Regions from separate parts of the Gossypium hirsutum genome. Here region 2 is linked to region 1. The links are chromatin contacts, called in public Hi-C maps. All regions are on one chromosome and are shown on one strand. Each heading gives the region's core, a stretch centred on a gene start, on an enhancer-like site or on the middle of the called end of the contact. The rest is flanking DNA. Distances are from core to core; before and after follow the strand shown.

What was found. Hi-C and Micro-C count contacts between places; a contact is called where the count stands out from the background.
Region 2: a Hi-C map of leaf shows a contact between it and region 1, with 2.3 times the contacts expected there. The contact joins the promoter of LOC107886751 here to the enhancer-like site in region 1. A contact is called at or near these places in 2 of 34 Hi-C or Micro-C datasets (hypocotyl and leaf).

What each region holds. Positions count from the first base shown.
Region 1 is chrA03:106,075,233-106,078,661 of Gossypium_hirsutum_v2.1, reverse strand. No RefSeq gene overlaps it. Among protein-coding and RNA genes, the nearest start is that of LOC107886758, 44 kb to the left of the region's middle. Within about 2 kb of position 1,576, at least 8 of the 9 cell types and tissues checked have an H3K27ac peak or open chromatin away from gene starts, as enhancers often do. A contact at or near this core is called in leaf, where this site is marked.
Region 2 is chrA03:106,470,837-106,474,413 of Gossypium_hirsutum_v2.1, reverse strand. It overlaps LOC107886751 (pentatricopeptide repeat-containing protein At1g03540), which reads left to right and starts at 1,858. Exons shown (of 2, transcript XM_041100968.1): 1 at 1,858-3,577. The coding sequence starts at 1,979. LOC107886749 reads right to left here and starts at 559. Exons shown (of 1, transcript XM_016810801.2): 1 at 1-559. The coding sequence starts at 334. The coding sequence ends at 128.

The DNA.
Region 1 (3,429 bases), core at 327-2,826:
AACCCCTTTCTAGTGCGTGATTTAGGTCTCGATGACCTATGTAAGGGACTCAATAGTAATATTTGATTTTGATTTGTGAATGATGAATATGAATTGTTCGTGTAATGTTTCAATTTGTCTGGTAATGCCTTTAACCCTAGTATGGTGATGGATACGGGTTAGGGTGTTACAGTCTAACCTTTCAAAAAGCGTGCCTCTATGCCAAGTAAAAAGAGGTCCTCTAAAACCCAAATCGTGCAACTTGGCTTTCTCTACAAATTCTCCAAACTGAGGACATCTCCTTCCATTAGTAATACCACCAAACTTTTCAAAAGAAGATAGAATTGCGTTGAAATCACCAATAACAATTTATGGAATACGACTGGATAGAATCAAAGACCTTAAGACATCCCAAAGATCCTTACATTTTTGCCGATTAAGAATGGCATAAACGAAAGAAATAAAAAATGGACGTGAATAGGACATTTGCCAAACTTTAGCAAGAATAAATTGAGGATGACTACGAACCACCTCGACACGAATGGAATCTTTCCAACCAAGCCAGATACCTCCAGAGTACCCAATCGCCTTTACTCAATGAGAGCGCTGGAAACCTAATTTTGCAATAATGCTATCAGCTTTAGCTCCACTAACTCTTGTCTCAAGCAAACAAACTATATATGGTTATGCTCCATGTTATATTCTCGAAAAATTCAGGGAAATTTAAAACTGGCACATCCCCAACAATTTCAAGAAAAAATTATAAAATTTATAATAAAAAACGAAAGGTTAGAAGACATACCATTACTGCTGAGGGACTAAATCCCCCTCAAAGGTTAAACTTGCGCCTCCCGAATCTACAATACCATTTTGACTGGGATTATGAGTAGAAAGAATATTTGCCATCACCTCCATAGATTCTGGTAAAGGGATTCGTGCACTAACAGAAGATTTAAAACGACTCACACGTCCTCGAAGAGCATTTGAACTCTTATGGCTACACAGTTTTTATTAATTTTAAAATCACTATTTCTATTAATAAAATTGGATTTGTCCACACTCGAACTAGACACTAAGTCTAATCCCGATTTCTTCACTGAGCAATTCCAGATTTAACCCCTTGGTCGGAGGAAATACTTTCCTTAAAAGACATCGCAGAATGTTTCTCGGGATCAAGGACACCTTCGAAAATTTGGATTTCAACTCCTTCAAACATTTCGAAAGCTGGATTAAAATGGGCCTTAACCCTTTCTAAATTACTAGAAGTAATATTTTTTGAAACACCAAAATTTAAAGAATTTTGGTTATCGCCTTCCATGCCCGTTCCAATAAATTTATAAATTTCCTGTTCATTACCTACAAGTTTGCCAAAAAAGAAACATTAGCGTTTGATTTAAAAATTTGGCCCTCGTTACTTTTACCTTTACTCGACAATTCCATAGGTCTTTTGCCCAAAATTTTATCTAGGCTAAAATTAGATTTTTGGCCCAAATGATTATCCCCTAAGTTGTCCAATGAAATTCCCTTAGTAGGACCTAAAAAGGCTCCATAGCCCAAAACACTCTTACGGCCTGCTTCAAGATTAGACCCAGAATTTTCCTTAACACCCTTATTAACCCTAACCTTCAGCCTCCCATCACTGACAACCCCTCTCTCCCCCACCTTCTCCGGCATAAAATCTTCATTCACCACCCTCAAATCACACCTCAAATCCCCAACCTGATTGAGCGCTGAGAATCTAGACTAGACTTAGAAGAAACATTTCATATTTTTCCGCACCATTAGCTTGATGAACGCGTTGGCCACGTCTCGCCTTGCACTCAACCAGCATCCTCGGGCTGAACTCAGGCCTCTTAGCAGCATTGGGTATGCCACCAACGCCACCTTGTGCCTCAACCACCATATTCGTCGGTTGCTCCCAAGTATGATCCACCATAACCGTCGGGCAAAGCTCCTTAACATGGCCATATTTACCACATGTAAAACACACCGTTGGCAGAGCCTCATACTCAACTTGTTGAACGGTTCCGTCCACCATCACCTGAAAAATCAACTGTTTATCAAGATTAATAAAAACAACTTTCCCAATGAGACCGCCAGTGGCTTCTATAATTTTTCAATTGTACAGGTATCCCGGAAGCCCCGGCAGTCGGATCCAAGGGGATATGGCTGCAATGTGTTAAAATCCTTAATCCACGGTTGGATAGTAAGATATTGCCCGTAGATAATCCAAGGGCCTTAGGTTAAGACTTTATTGTAATCACCAATATCTTGTAACTTAACCAAAAAATAACCATTAACAGTATCCATAAGATGAAAAGATATAGCAAGTTTCCAAAGACTAAGGATACGGTTATGGAGAGCATTGTATCCGATATTACGGCCTAAAAGCTTAAGAACAATCATTAAATCCATTTCTTTGAAAAGAATGTTTTTAATACGATCCGAGAAAACAATAGTAGGCATCCTGTCTACCATGGTTGTACTCACGTCCCCTTATAGAAAGTCAAAGTCGTTTTCACTTCCCTCAGAGGAACCATTTCGATCTGATATGGAGTGAGAAGCTTCACCCAAAAGCATGTCCTTCCACGACAGTTTTGGAGGCAGATCTAGAACAACAGCCATCACAACAGTCTCCTCTTCAACTCCATCCTTAAATCTGACTTTCTTTGTGTTCCGATCCCCATCAAAACAAAGGACAACATCGCCATAGAAACCAGAATCTTCCATTGCTTTTCTCTCCCTTTTTAAAAAAATTTTAAAAATTAAAGTAAATTAAATTTGAAATAATTTCAAATTCATTGAAACCAAACTTTAACTAAATCTAACTTAATTCAACTTTAAAATTTTAAAATTTAAGGCAAAAGAAATTCAATTTAGCTCATATTTTCATTCCAATTTTAGAATTAAATTGATAATTCGAATTAATTATACCTAAAAAGTTTTAAAATCTTAACTGAAATTGCAAGCTTTACACAAAATGAATTGTCTACATATAATTAGCATTTTATAGTAGCCAATCTGTAGTAGCCAACTCTCAAGATTAGATTATAAAGTATGATGGTTGACAATTTATTTTCTTCAATAACCTATGTAGAAATGTTAGAAACTTTTGTTAAAAAATAGAAAATGTTTCTTGTGAAGTCATTCAAACACTAAAATATATAAGTTTTTTTTTAAATCAAACTTATTTTTTAATAATCATTTTCTAAAAGCTATTTTCAATTAAACAAACACAATTTTCTATTTCTAATTTTACACATTCATAGCAACAAAAATATAAAATTTTGTTGAAAATAGAAAATGTTTTATGTGAAATCATTTAAACACTAAAAAATATAAGCTTTTTAAGAAAAATAATTTATTTTTCAATAATAAATTTTTTGATAACTATTTTCAATCAAACAACACAATCTTGATTTAAAAAATGAACGCCATTTAATCATCGAG
Region 2 (3,577 bases), core at 609-3,108, 400 kb before region 1:
CGGATGATAGAGGAGGAGGACACCGCTCTCCTTTGATCTAATTATGAAAGAATGAAGTTCGTCTCCAACTTAGACCTTGCAAAAATAATAAAAACAAAAGTTGCAGAAACATAAGTATTCCATGAATTCAACGGTAAGATCGAAGAATGGCTCCACAAAAAGTGCATACAATTGCCTTCCACGATTTCCAGTAAAACGGCACGTAGCAAAACCTTGTACACGTTTTCATATCAGCTACACTTGCCCCTCCGCCACACCTCGAGCAAAACCCTGCCGCCGGCTTTCTTTTGCTCACTTTCTTTGTCTGATCAACCAGAAAACAGAAACATACCATGATTTTTCTTCTTCTTTTTCAACTTGACTAGCCCAAGGCTGTGAACCTCCGAGTTGAACAACTCAGTACCCTTAAACAGTTATATACAGTACTTAGCTGTTAAGAAAAGGAAGGAGAGAGAGGACAGTTATTTCTATTGTTGAGTTTGAGGGGCAAAAATATATATATAGGCGAAGGGGAAGAGAAGAGGGAGGGGGGGGGGGAGGGTTAAAAGCCGAGCAACTTTGGGTGTCTGATTCTGACCATTTGATCGAGGGAAATAGTTGCTCGATGTTTAAGTATCCCTTTAGATTTAAGACACGTGTGCGGCATCTGAATGTTGACCGTACACGTATAGAGAAGGAAAATATGGGGAGAGGTGGTCGCAATAAGTAGGTGTCAGGAAGGAAGTGGAGCGATTAGGTTGGGGCAATCGATGTTCTGTCGCTGTTGATTTAAGCATATCATTTTCCTTTACCTCATTCGTCCATCTATATCCTTTTTATAATTCTATTTTTTAATAAAATAAAATATATGTTAATATATTTCTATTACATTTTTATACATAAACTTTAAAATTATTAATTACATTCAATAATTTAATTCTTTTTATTTTACTCTTGAATTTAATTTTGAAAATATAAAAATGATTTAAATTATATATCAATTCATACCTATGGATATAATTTGATATTTTTTTATGATGGTTTTTTAAATTAAAATTTATATATATATTTTTATTTATTTTAATTAAATTTTGGTTTACTTATAGATTAATTTTAACTAAATATTTTTATTAAAAAATAAATGACTAATTACAAAATGTGTTTGTTCATAATACTTGTTAAGAATGAAAACGTTGAAATGGTTAAAATAAAACTTAATGATAAATTTAATCACTAATGTTTACATATTTTGTTAAAGATAGTCTTAATTGTATTTTTGAGTTTTTTTTGCTATTAATATTTTTTCTCCAATTTATTTTTTAATAGATTTGATGAAAGTACCCACAGGATGATGTGAAATTTTATATGTGAAATATTTTTAATGAGATATGATTTATTACTTAGATAAACTAATAAAATAATTACACGTGGAAAATAATAAAATAAATAATTTATAAAGTTAAAAATAACTCTCAATATAAAAAATAAACGTAATTATCTAAATAAATATTTCGAAATGAATGCGCACTTTTTGAAACCTTTAAGTAAATAAAAATATGCATTCATTTTGAAACCATTTTTTAAATAATTACATTTATTTTTTAAAAATTAAGAGTTATTTCCATGCATCATAATAATTATATTTATTATTTTTCATATATAATTATTTTATTAAATTACTTTAATAATAAATTACATCTCATTAAAAATATTTCACATCATTTATTATCCGATACTTTCATCAAATCTCTTAAGAAAAGCAATGCGAGAAAAATAACAAAAATTGATAAGAAAAAAAAATCAAAATACAAAATATGTAATAGCCAAATTTACCATTAAGCCTTAAAATAAATAAATTTGTAAGTTATTTCAGAAAGAACCGTTGCATTTTCAATATCTTTATTGCAGAGGATGCCTTGATTGAAAAAGAAAAATCAATTCAGAGTACATTTAAAGCCAACAGCATAAGGGAACCACATTTCATTCTTTAATCAGTTTGATGAAGCTCTTCTTCGTTAAACGCCATTGCTGCTCTTTGGCTTCTTTTAACCCCAACAACTCCGTTAAACACCCATCAGACAAATATTTCCAAATCCTCCATTTCTGCAGGTCAGCTCAACTTGTCCCCGCCATCCACCTCCTTAACACCCTACATGTTCCTACCCTAACCTCCTCTTCCAATAAACAATTTCTGTACGCTTCCCTCTTGCAAACTTGCACAAATGTTCAAGCTTTTCCTCTTGGGGTTCAATTCCATGCACACGTCATTAAATCTGGTCTCGACACTGATCGTTTTGTAGGTAATAGTTTACTTGCTCTGTATTTTAAGTTGGGTCCTGATTTTAGAGAAACTCGGAGAGTTTTTGATGGGTTGTTTGTGAAAGATGTTATATCGTGGACTTCAATGGTTTCGGGGTATATTAAAGCGGGTAAACCTGAGTGTTCCCTTGAAATGTTTTCGGAAATGCTGGGTTTGGGAGTTGAGCCAAATGCCTTCACCTTATCTGCTATAATCAAGGTGTGTTCCGTTCTTGGGAAGTTGAGGCTGGGATGGTGCTTGCACGGGGTGATTACGAAACGTGGTTTTGATTCGAATAGTGTAATTCTGTGCGCATTGATTGATTTTTATGGGAGGATTTGGCAGTTGAAAGAAGCGTGTCAGTTGTTCGATGAATTGCCTGAGCCGGATGCTATTTGTTGGACTTCTATTATTTCTTCTCTCACGAGGAATGATTTGTATAAGGAAGCATTGCATTTCTTTTATTTGATGCAAAGGAATCATGGGTTGATCCCTGACGGATTTACATTTGGAACAGTATTGACAGCTTGTGGGAATTTAGGGAGGTTGAGGCAAGGGAAGCAAGTGCATGCTAAGGTCATTACCTATGGACTTTGTGGAAATGTGGTGGTCGAGAGCAGTCTTCTTGACATGTATGGAAAGTGTGGGTTGATTGATGAGTCTCAGCGTATTTTCGATAGGATGTCGAAAAGGAATTCGGTTTCTTGGTCTGCATTGCTTGGTGTTTACTGTCAGAATAAAGACTACGAATCTGTTATTAGAATATTCAGGGAAATGGATGTATCCGATCTCTATTGTTTCGGAACTATTCTCCGTGCATGTGCAGGTTTAGCCGCTGTAAGACTAGGGAAAGAAGTTCACTGCCAGTATGTGAGACGGGGTGGCTGGAGAGATGTTATCGTAGAGTCAGCCTTAGTTGATCTTTATGCAAAATGTGGCTGTATCGATTTTGCACATCGCATCTTCGTGCAGATGTCCAATAGAAATCTGATAACATGGAACTCGATGATTTATGGGTTTGCTCAGAATGGAAGAGGTGGGGAAGCTCTAAGTATATTTGATGAGATGATCAAGGAAGGCATTAAGCCTGATTATATTAGTTTTATTGGAGTTCTTTTTGCTTGCAGTCATTCTGGCTTGGTGGATCAAGGCCGAAAATATTTTAACTTAATGACCAGGGAATATGGGATTAAACCTGGAATTGAACATTACAACTGTATGGTTAACCTCTTAGGCCGTGCTGGGTTACTGGAAGAAGCTGAAAACTTGATAGAGAGTGCAGACTTTAGAGACGATACA